2 separate regions of the Zea mays genome follow, and region 1 is linked to region 2. A link is a contact called in public Hi-C data. All regions are on one chromosome and are shown on one strand. The core of a region is the stretch at or near the end of the contact, and the rest is flanking DNA. Distances in the headings are between cores, read along the strand shown. Region 1 has its middle 16 kb from the start of LOC103641348. Region 2 holds the start of LOC100279979.

What was found. A called contact is a pair of places that touch in the nucleus more often than the background predicts.
Region 1: a Hi-C map of leaf shows a contact between it and region 2, with 3 times the contacts expected there. The contact joins the enhancer-like site here to the promoter of LOC100279979 in region 2. A contact is called at or near these places in 4 of 25 Hi-C or Micro-C datasets (ear, leaf and tassel).

The regions. Positions count from the first base shown.
Region 1 is chr10:87,477,117-87,482,703 of Zm-B73-REFERENCE-NAM-5.0, reverse strand. No RefSeq gene overlaps it. Among protein-coding and RNA genes, the nearest start is that of LOC103641348, 16 kb to the left of the region's middle. Within about 2 kb of position 1,528, at least 15 of the 20 cell types and tissues checked have an H3K27ac peak or open chromatin away from gene starts, as enhancers often do. A contact at or near this core is called in ear, leaf and tassel, where this site is marked.
Region 2 is chr10:87,346,245-87,352,375 of Zm-B73-REFERENCE-NAM-5.0, reverse strand. It overlaps LOC100279979, which reads right to left and starts at 2,997. Exons shown (of 4, transcript NM_001152927.2): 1 at 2,522-2,997; 2 at 1,580-1,774; 3 at 1,262-1,497; 4 at 62-1,171. The coding sequence starts at 2,713. The coding sequence ends at 577. It also overlaps the pseudogene LOC109939360.

The DNA of each region.
Region 1 (5,587 bases), core at 279-2,778, 130 kb before region 2:
TTTTGACTTAGAAACTCTGAATTTGATCTCATTAACCTATTAATCAAAGACTAGACAAACTAGTTAGTCTGTATGGTTGTGATGGTCATAAAGCACACCAAAATTAATACATAAAATGGTTTAAGGTCATTTATCAACTGTTTCTAGTTACACCTACAACGGATACTAGTTAATTTCATGCAGACAGACCTACCTACAGTTGCAGCTAAAATAAGGTGCAGCTTTGTGACGTTCATGTAATGTACATGTAATATGGTATATTTTATGGTATGTATATAGTACATATGTCATATTCTTGACATATTTAATTTCATGATGTTCTATATCATGTGATGTTCATGATATATTTTCATATACTATACATGTGATGTATAAGATGGTTTGCGAAAGGGCCTCAAGCTGAGTTCGTTAGGTGGTCTGAGTACTACTCCTCAGGTCCTGAGTTCGACTCCCCGTGGCCGGTTGCGGTCATTCTCACATGGGCTACGATGCCATTGTGTATGAATGGGCAGGGATTCGGTGGTTTTCTCGACCTGCGTGTGAGAAGGTCTTATCCTTAGATAGTGTTTGGTTGAGGAGCCAAGTAGAACGGAGTCGTTCCATCCCTGATTCTAAGAACGAGCCGCTCTGTTCTGTGTTTGGTAATCTGGAACGGAGCGGCTCTGTTTTTTGTTTGGTTGCAGAGTGAACGGAACGGAGCGTGACTGTGAGAGCGGGATGGAAACGGAGCGGCTCCGTCTAGTTGATTTTTTGGAGCGGAATGGTTCCGGATCTGAGAAGAATATTCCCTAATTGGAGCTATTCCGTTCTAGTTCCTTTGTAACCAAACAGCAACAAAACTGGGACAGAATGGTTCCGTTCTACTTGACTTTTCAACCAAACACTTCCTAATATAATGTCGTGTAGGTCAAATGATTTTGTAAGGTTCATGTAGCATACATGTGATAATTTATGATGTTTATGTAGCATTTGGTATTTATGTTTTTCCTACTTCTTTATTTTACTGTAAATAGTTATTTGTATTTTCCACCTTGTATTGTTTATTTTGTATATTCCATATATACGTACGTACGATGGTCAATTAGTATGTATGTGATGTTCTATGATGCATATTAGTGTGTTCAGGTATTCTATGGTATATTTGTTTTTTATATTTATTTTACTTTGGTTACTGGTTTTTATTACATTCTTTGTTTTGTTTTTACTTAGTTTTCTCTATTGTGTTGGCTTTTTTCTATATTTTATGAGATGGCTAATGTTATATTTTGGTGTGGAATGTTATTCTTGTTAGAGTGGGATATCTTTTTCTTTGATTTCAATGGTCTCTGATACGAGTTATTAACATAAATTTTCATGCATGACTTAAACAAGGTTTATATGGCATAGTGATGGATAACGACTCTCTGGCTTGTGTGATACTAGTATTTCTCTTCACTTCTTTTGCACAGGAGCGGCTGGAGCGAAACTATACGGATTGGTCCAGCCCACGTACGTGCGGGAGCGGAGCCCGAAAGAAAAGGCCTACGCCTTGTGCGACAGAGCTCCCGAGGGTGCGAGGGGTGGCGGGCTGGCGGCCCGGTGTGGCGATGGCTGGCCCAGGTTTAGATTTTGTTTTTTTTCAAAAAATAAGAATGTGTAGTATCGCTTTCAGTCGAGTAGCCGGTAATGAAACGTCAGCACTATCAGAATCAAATACACATTGCCGCTTCCAAATTCGGCGACGAAAGTCAATTTAGAAACCGGCAGTGAATGCATTTTGAAACCAGGCCAGGATAGCTGTTCAACCAATACTAGGTATATGCCCGTGTGTTGCCACAAGGTGGGGAAGCAGGTGGAGCGACACCTAGACTACAAATCTGTACTAACAATTAAGAGCGGTATGTAGACCGCCCCCGCTCCAGGAAAACCCCGCAAACCGCCCGCCAACCCCGACAGCCCGATCTCCGTATTCATCGCCGCCGTAAACCGTCCCTAACCCCGCCCGCCCGACCTCCGTATTCGTCGCCGCCACGCCGCAAACCGCCCGCCAACCCCGCCCGTCCGACCTCCGGAATCGTATCCACGGCGCGATTCACAGAAGGATTTGGATAGGGGCGACGCAATCCGTTCGCCGCGGCTACCAACAATCTCGAGCCCCCCGCCGCAATCCCGTCCGTCGCGCCGTGACCGCCGCATAATCCGCCGCACGCTCCGAGCTCAATCCGGGGCGCGCAAAGCCCCGAGAGGAAAAGAGAGGAGACGAGGAGCAGTCGCGCCGCCGCGGTGGACGCAAGAGCAAGGCCAGAGCTACACCTGGACATACGCGAGGAAGCTGCCAAGAAGAACAGGGAACCACCGACCGCGTCCAACATACGCCGGCATTCATCGTCACTGCAGGTCCGTGCCGCCTACCCACAGCCGGGGTTGGCCAGCGCTAGCCACCAGGCCGTCGCGGCTCCAACTTCCAACGTCGTGCCCCGCCTGGCAACCGACCGTGTCCACTGCCTCCTGGCTGGCTGGGCAGGGTAGACACAAAGGTCTCATCCAGTGCTCTACTCCTCCGGTGAGCACTGATCTGGTCTCCACAATAGCAATTGCGATTTTTAATTCCCAATTTCTAAGCTTTGCATTAGTAGGTGTTTGACTTTATTTTCTTGTAATGTGGATGCAGTAGTATAATAACTTCATTGGATTTAATTATTGCAGCATCCTTTTCTGCTCCGAGACACCTGCTGAAGCTGGAAGTACATGGTGCCTTATTCCTCTCTTTTCTCCTTATGGTACAAGGATGATTACTTTAATTGAATTGGTAAGGAAATGTTGGTTTTCTCGTCCAATTCAGATAATCTCGTTTCCATTTGATCACACATGCTTCGTACATCACATGGATAGTCTGTATGAATCCTAAAAAGATCTAATTGAACATCGTCATTTAATTAATATAGGTCGGTCATTTTGCAACCCTTGTTAACAATAACCAGACTGATGGATTTTCTACCGCCGTAATTTTCAAGTAAAATTTATGTTATGATGTTCAACTTTTCTTGTCATGTGTGGCGGAAACATAAGTATGCTGGATAAATAGTTTTGTAATTTTTAAGCCTAAACATGTTCAAACAAACTGTTTGTAATCTAATGTATGCAACTTTGATGCTTAGTTGTTATGTTAAATACCGAATGTACTATAAAATTATATATTAGATAGAATTATATAAAAAAAAATTTGTTGTGGCACACCCTATACAAAAATCCTAGGTCTGCCACTGGCTGCTGCCATCCACTGCGGGCTCGGTCGCCACGTCGACGCCATCCCTGTCCTCGAGCGCGCTGTCACAGTCGTGGCGCCGACACAAGAATCGTCTGCCGACAGCGAGCCTGAGGCCGGTGCAGCCGGCGGCGACGACTACCAGCAGCTGCAGCCTGTCGAGCCCGACTAGAGGGGTGAGTGGTGCTGCTCCTGATGAGATCGCTGGAGGCTTAATGGAGATTCCTGTCATCTATGAGGCACTTGGCGATCTCGATGAGGCCCAAAAGCTTCTTCATAGGGCACTCAGGTTGCTCGAGGGCTCATCGAGGGAGGGTGGGGGCAATGCCATTTAGAAAAGCATTATTAAAATATTAAAATCTCACTTTGTCATAGCCATGTATCCATCCGGCACTGGACCATATATTCTACTTCTGTACACTAGATATAGAAGTATAGAGCACGAACTTAACATGCGGATTCTTCCATCCTTCTTCCAGTATTTCAGCTGCCATCTGATTTCTGTCTCTCCTGTTTGATATCTGTTTGACTCAGAACTATGTTGTATTTACATGTTTCGGGAATTGTTTTGTTGTGCTTGCAATGTTCTGCTTTTTTTTCTCTGTTCAACAAGAATATTTTCATTTTGCACATTCAACAGGTGGAAAATTTACGAGACCAGCTACTGAAGGAGGGAAGTTTGAGGGCTTCTCTGGAGTCTGGGCTAATGAATATGCGAAGAGGACAAGTGTCCTTCCCCTCAACGATAGACACCAAGGTATCCTTTCTGAATCTGGCTATTGAGGTAGATAATGTTTTTCACCATTTTAAGTTTTTTTTCTTTACGTTGATAATAGACTAAGGCTGATCTTGAGGAAGTTGTTGCCGCTGAAGCTGATATTATGAACTTGAAGCAAAAGGTTTCTGATCTTCGGGGACAACTCAACAACCAAGTTCAGTTGAGTTCCACCTCGTTATGTGAATCATGCAACAACAAGCGATCCATAAATGCAGACAAGCTTGTCGAGTAAGGTTTTACTGTTAAGCATTCAATATTGGTATATTATTATTTTCTCACTGTTGATAATATTTGCCTCCATTTAGAAACCTTGGTTGAGATATAATTGCCCCTCGCTTTCTGCAGAGGTGAACAAAACACTGCCCTTTCTCCATAGATTGCCTCAGTCGAAGCACCACCAATTGTAGGGTCTTATTCTGTACCTGACATGTTCTGGGCTACAAACCAAATGGTTCAGGAGATGTTGTATTCAAAGGGTGAGATTGCGAAGGATGGCCAAGACGGATCACTTACATCAAGATGGAACTTTGCACAGAGACCACACTCAAATAGTCCAGTCGTGAGCAGGGTTCAAGGTTCCGATGCCTATTCAAGTACTAAAACCGAGGTGATCACATTCTGCATTATAATAAACACTGATTTTACTACCCTGGGTCACCATAATCACCTGTTTTCTATGTCTTAATAAGATTATGCTAACTATGCCACTTTGACTTGAAGTTACTACTTTCACTATTTTCAGGAATCTGGAGGCGCGCCTTCCTCTGCATTAGCCAAGCTGACATATGTATCTTTCAAGTAGTCCAGTAGAACCTCTGATTCATCAAGTAGTCCAAGAACGTCGCTGTGTGGTTCGACGCGTTCGCGGACCGCTGCCGCCGGCGAGCCGCGCACGCCGGCGACTTCACCGCGCGGCTCGTAGACATCATGGCTGGCTGACACGCGGCGGTGCGCGTACGTGCTCGGTCGCAATGGAGGGACGCAGACGGGGATGTGTGGAGCGGAAGGTCGGTGGCTAGGCCGAGCTTTATAGAGAAGGATCGAGAGAGCGGAGGCGGGCGGGCGCTGGATGTGAGAAGTGAGGGCCGAGGCCAGCAGGCGGCGGGGCTCCCGTCAGTTCTGTCCGTTGCTTGCAGGACACTGTCCGAGTACTAGAAAAACAAAACTAGCCCTCCCCTGTGGCAGGCGACCGGGCACTGGTGTTCGGGTTCCAAACCGCGAGTCCCAACCCACGTGGCGGCGCGGTGTTGCCAGAGGCAGACTCGCTCGTGGCGGCACTCGTGTAGGCCGCGCGTGGAAGGAGACGAGGGGGGGCGGAGTGGATGACACCCCCAGCCCACGAGCCTCTAGCTCTAGCTAGGCGAGGTCGAGGAGAGCACGGATGACAACCACAGCTGCATGCACGCTCAAGTTCTAGCTACTCCTACTTGCACGGTGTGGCCGGTCTTTTGTAATGCGCGGGATTGCGGAGCCGAGAGGCCAGGTGGCGGGCGTTGGCAGGGGGTGCTCCTGTCCAGGAGGAGAGGCGCTCTGCGTGGTTCGTGAAAGGGGCAGTTGAGGCATTT
Region 2 (6,131 bases), core at 1,748-4,247:
CATGTTTGAACTAAACCGTAACAAAAAAAAAAGACAGAGAGGAGTGTTATTCAGACATTTGTAGAGTAAAAACATTGTATCTATAAAAATCGAAACATCAAAATAATTGTCGATTAGGCAGCCGATCATATCCTGTCTGTCTCCTATAATAATATTGTCTAACCCGGTTTGTCGCCGCAATGGCACTACTAGTAGTAGTCCACTCCCATCTGCTACCTGCTCGGCTCAAGACAAAGTTGATTGATTGATCTTTCCCAGTGTCGCTGTGCCTGAAAACTGTGGTCAAATGCAGTGGCTGTGCCTGCTCCGCTATCCTCTTCTCACTGGGCTCTCGGTAAAAAGAAAGTTGGTGGCAATGGAGCGCAGCACACAGATGTCATCAGCAGCATCCATACATGTATGTACAACAAACGACTAGATAACAAGGGTGAAAAGGAAGAACGAAACCTACAAAACTGCTGGCTGCTGAACCAGCCTACGTAAAATCCTCAACAGATGGCCCAGCGCTCATAATCAACCAGTGTTGCTGTCAGCATAATACTCCAGTATTTACACACCCCCCAGCTCTTCCTCCCTCTACCGGTGGTCCGTATCCAGCCAGCTCCTCAGGCTGCACAGCGCCTCCGTCGACAGGCCCTTCTTGCAGCTCCTGGGCCTCGCGGGCAGCTCCTCCTCCTGCTGTTGCTGCGGTGTAAACGGCGACCCCATCTCCGGCGCGAAGCACACCACGACGACCGTCAGGTTGTCGGCCGTCTCCAGCCGCTTGGCCTCCATCACCAGCTCCCGGGCGCAGCGCGCGGGGTCGTCGTGCTGCCGCAGGCCGCGCCGCACCAGGCTCACCGCGTGCTGGCTCGTCATCACGTCCCAGATCCCGTCGCACCCCATGACGAGGAACTCGTCGTCCTCACCCAGCGTCGCCCGCCGGAACTCGGGCTCCGCGATCAGCGCCGCCGACGCCGACGCGCCGGGCGCCTTCATGTCCCAGTCGCCCAGCGCCCGCGTCACCGACAGCACCCCGTTCAGGTACCCGTCCTCGATGTACCCGCCCGACGCGGCCACCCTCTCGCGCTCCTCCACGTGGTTCGCGCGGTGGTCGCGGGACATCTCCATCGCCACTCCTTTCCGGCACAACACCGCGCGGCAGTCCCCCGTGTTCGCGACCACCAGTTGCCTGCAAGCAAGCCGCGGGATCGGTGTTCAGATCAATGTGTACGCGTGGATGCAGCTATCTATCACTGCTTCACAAGCTTCCTTTCTGTACCTTCCAAACACTAATGCAGTGAGCGCCGTGGTTCCAGAGGACCGGCTGATGTCCAGATCATCAGCCAGGGCAAGGTCCGCCTGCAGGAAGGCTCTGCGGACACAGCTCTCCACGGACTCGAGGTACACCTCATCCACCTGCGACGCCTGTGGGAACTCGCTTTCCTCAAACAAGAACCTCATCGCATGCCTCTTCATGTAGGCTGCGGCGTCCGGGCCGCCATGGCCGTCAAAGACCTATAACACAGAGGGACCATATACAGTCAGCTGTGGCAGTGCTTGCTGGAGAAAAGTAATTAACAGAGGAAATGACTCTTACCCCGTAGAAGGCGCTAGGCAGAGGGCAGACCAACATCGAGCCGAGATGGGCGGAAAGATCATCTATTCGGATGTGCTCGTCCTCCATATACCTCCGAGGCCCAATGTCGGCGAAGCTACCAGAACGGATGTTGGGCACAAACTGCTGTATCATGTCCGTGGATAAACTTGGTGCGACATCAGGCTGCTCCAACCCCTGCATTCATCACACACAGAGAAACAACAATTAGTGCACTAAACATTCTTGGTAGAAAGCAGTAAGAAGAAGAGCCCATTGTTGGCTCATAATTAGTAAGAAGAACAGCCCATTGCTGCCTCCTAATAACTAACTAACTAACAAACAACACACACGCACACACACACACCGTGTCCAGGCCAAACCATCTCAGTTTCCAGAACGGTTGCTTCCTTGCTGCTCAGATTAGGGTCTATGCAATTGACAGATTACGCGCCTAAAGAGGTGAGTGAGGACATGTCACATACTACTACACATGCGGTTCATCTGGTGATTCGAGCTTGTGGAGAGAAGCAGAGCGTACTTACAACTCAACCACCACCAAACACTACTACAGATACGAGCCCAATAATTCAGCACCCACTTTCTGAGCCCTGACGAGAGAGGCCTCCAGCTGTGCAACCACCACACTAGAGCTCGCTCCCCCAAGAAAGGAGCTGCGTGCTTTTTCTCAAGCAAGTGTATCAGCCTTTTGCATCCACAAGCGAATCTCTTTTTCCCCAAATCGAAAAGGGGGATGGAAAGAGGAAGGGACTCCCTGAGCTTGTCCCGCACACTTGAAAAACAGTAGTAGTAAAAGGGAGTAACAAAACCTAACATGGAATTTGGTTTGCAATCTTGCAAGGAAAAGGCTAAAAATGTTCCCAGTCAAAGAGGGAATTTCCAACGACACAAGAACAGAAAGGCCTGGGCTTTTGAGGAACTCACCATGCGAGGCACCTCCACGGCGACCTCGACCTCGACCTCGACCTCAACCCCAACCCCAACCCCAACCTCCGCGGGGGCGGGCGCGGACATCCCGACGACGTCGTCAACCCCCTTGGTCGTCGCGCGCCGGTGGTACTGCACCTCCAGCACCGGAACGGGGGACTGATGCATGACTTCCGCCTCGGCCACCATCTCCGCGCCTCAGCAACCACTCCCGATCCAAGACGAGCGCCGCCTCGCCGTCGACCGAAGACCGCCGGATCCGCGAGCCGTGCCACCCGTCGCGCCGGAAGGAGCAGGGAGACGGGACACCTCCGGAAGCTGCCGTTTTCGGACGGAGGATCTGAGGTGCGGGAAGGAAAGGGCGGGGCGATCCCCCGGTGGTTTCCAGAGGCAGCAGCAGGACACGGTTTGTTGATCTGAGGAGGACGCGACGAACGAGCGAGGGGAGAGGAGAGGAGAGGAGAAATGCGGAGAAGGGAGGGGGGTAGTTGTCATTTATCCGTAGCGTGTGCGTGTGCGTCTGCGTCTGCGTTCCCGCAGGCGGAGGCGACCGGCGGCCACCGGTGGGGTGGTCTGGTGACCGGGTGCTGGCGGTGCGTTTCCGGGCGCGCGCACGCGGCTGCCGCACGGATACGTGGCCGTCGCGTGCCCGAGTGATTGGCTGCCGTCGTTTGTTCATAGTGATGGATATTACTTAGGAGCACTGGAGTTTAGTCATGGTTATTTGTTGTGTTTTATGGAAAATTAATAAACATGTCTAAGTCTAATCTTTGTGTGGTTGCTTTCATTTAACTCGTGGTAACAGCGTGTCACTGTACATGTTTCCGTCCTTAACAAGGAACTAGCTGCCCTTATTCTTTGGCGGGAAAAAGAGTGACCGGGTGAGGAGTAGCTGAGCCTAGAAGCCAAGTGTTTCTTGCACGGCAACGAGTGAATCTCCGCCATCCCGTCCATGTAACAGCATAAACAATTAATCCCAATCGAGCTGCATTTCTCTTGATTCCTAATCAATTTTTTAGCCTTATCTTGTACAGTTATTCTGATTCTATTTCGCTTGATTGTTTTTTACCTTTAGAGTTAGTTTAGGAACCTCAATTTTCTAAGAGTTTTCTATTTTCCCATCGGAAAATGAACTAATTTCTCTTACGATGCGTTTGAATCCCTTCATTTTAGAGGAATTGAAATTCACTCAATAAAGTAACTTATTTAGTTTGGAATTTGACATTCCACCACTTTCCAAAGTTCAGATATTAGTCTATCTCAAATTTATGGGGTGAGGGATGGGAAATGATTTTATACAGTAATAGAATTTGTTTCTACTCTAACTTACGTGACACTATTCGTCTCATTCCTCTATAGTAAAAATATAGCGCATAAATATCTCCGACATCTTGCTAATAATAGTATACAAATATATTTTATATAAAACTGAATTAGCTTAATTGATATATGCCTAAATTATTATTATTAGAATGAAATTCAATTCTAATGATCCAAACAGGACGTTATGAAAATAGAAATCCCTTGGAGAATTGGGGTTTCCAAACTATCCTTTACAGTTTTCTTCTCTTTGCGTGAGCTCCGAATTACTACTAGTTCATTTTTTTAAGAAGAGTTTTGGGGTGATTATTGAGGCCCAATATAATAAACAAAAATTGCACCCCATACATTTGACGGTAAAGATCTCTTAGACGAAATAATAACAATCGCCGCCTCGGTGGTATTTCAGTAAGTAATTAATTTGATAAAAAAAATAAAGGCAAAGAAATATCTCTTTACCAAACAAACAATATGCAGTATATATCTTAAATATCGCAATTTGTACGAACGCCAAACGCATGGTAATGGCCGGCTTTTCAAATTTGTTGACCAGACAGACACATTCAGTACGGAGCACACACGTACGTATGACACTCTTTTTTTGTTTTTTTAACAAATGTAAACAGAGTCAAAGCGGGAGACAAGAACGTCTTCCGCAAGAGTTACTACTACGATTGACTCTCTCTCTTCTTATCATCTTTAGGTCTCAATGCAGTCATGCTGCTGGATGGCATGGAGAATTAGTTGGAATAGAGTAATGGACCTATGTAGACCTCAGTTTTTAGGGTAGGGTTCCTCTCCAACTCGTGCCCTAAATACTTGTGCCCTACCGATAATAAAGTTATACTGTACGAAAAAAACAATTCTAGACCGTAGACATGGCTCTAGACATTGTGTACTCCAAGTGTAACTTAAGTGTGTATAGGGTATGTTTGGTTCACGAATACAGTAGGATGGAATGATCTTGTCTCAATTAAGATAATTGAGGTAGAATAATCCCATATCATGTTTTAGTTGAAATGGGAATAAAAGTGTGTAGCATAGTGATTATAAGAGCCTCCACAGAGGACTTGTGTTTGACTTTTCATGGGAGTAAATATTTTAGGATTCAACGACTTTTTGTACTTTCCTTGGTAGGCGATGTTCGCATCAACGGTGTGGCGCATGCAATGACTTCATCAATTTTGTCTCGAGGAGTCTTCGAAAGTGTTCGTATGACTAGGATCTATGTGCGTGCGTTATGATCCTCTATGTTGTATCGTATAATCTTAAAAAAGGAAGTGGGACTAGATGGTCCATAATTTCACGTACTATTTATGTCTTGTTAACACAAGCTCTGAGCCATCCTTGCCGAGTAGCTCAAACGACACCTCACATGTGGTAGACATCGATCCTAAAAAATGGGTACGCTTGACCATCAGACCTTACTCTGGTACAATTAAAGGAATGCTTTGGTACCTTGAGGGAAGATGAAAAGACACTATAAAAATTTTCAAGAAATATATCAACTTGTAAAATATGAAAGTAGTGGTCACTGAGGAAAACCAAGCATGACCGAGTTGGATAGATGGCCTCGCTGATTTTGGGTGCAAACCCAACCTCATCGGGTAGCAAGGGCGGCTTGGTTGACTTCTTGGAAGTTCTGAGACACCCTCTGCTTCTGTTGTCTGGCGCCCAAATGTGACCTGACCCTTTCTCCTACTCTACATTGACACAACATAGTGTATGCCTTTTTTATTAATGTGTGAGCACTTTCACACACTCCCTATAAACATATCACCACACCTAAGTAGCACAAACGAAAACACAAATAGAAATATGCAATATAAACAAGTGCAAGGCAAACCAAAGGACAACCATAAGAATTTGTTTGACCAAAGTTCAGGCTACCTCAAAGGTGCCTTACGTCTTCATTGTGGAAGTAATGACTAACCCAATAAGGTCTACTCTTGGTTAGACCTAAAATGACCTATTTCCACCTTTTCACCTAGAAGTCTCCTTTCCTTTTCAGTGGGAATACTAGCCCTTCTAACAAGGAGAACCACAACTGCCCATACACCATTAGATGCTTGTTAGTAACACTTTGCCATTGAGGAACAAAGTTCCAAGAGAGTGAACATAGCAAACCAATTATCTTTGAGTTTCTCAAGTGACCAAGAATGGGATAGATCTCACAATGCTTCTCAATATCTCTATGCCAGTAAGGCAAGATCACAAAGTTTTGTATCACTCACTGTCAGTGTTTCGTACCTCGCTCCGACAAGTAAATTTATTGTGCGCGTTCCAG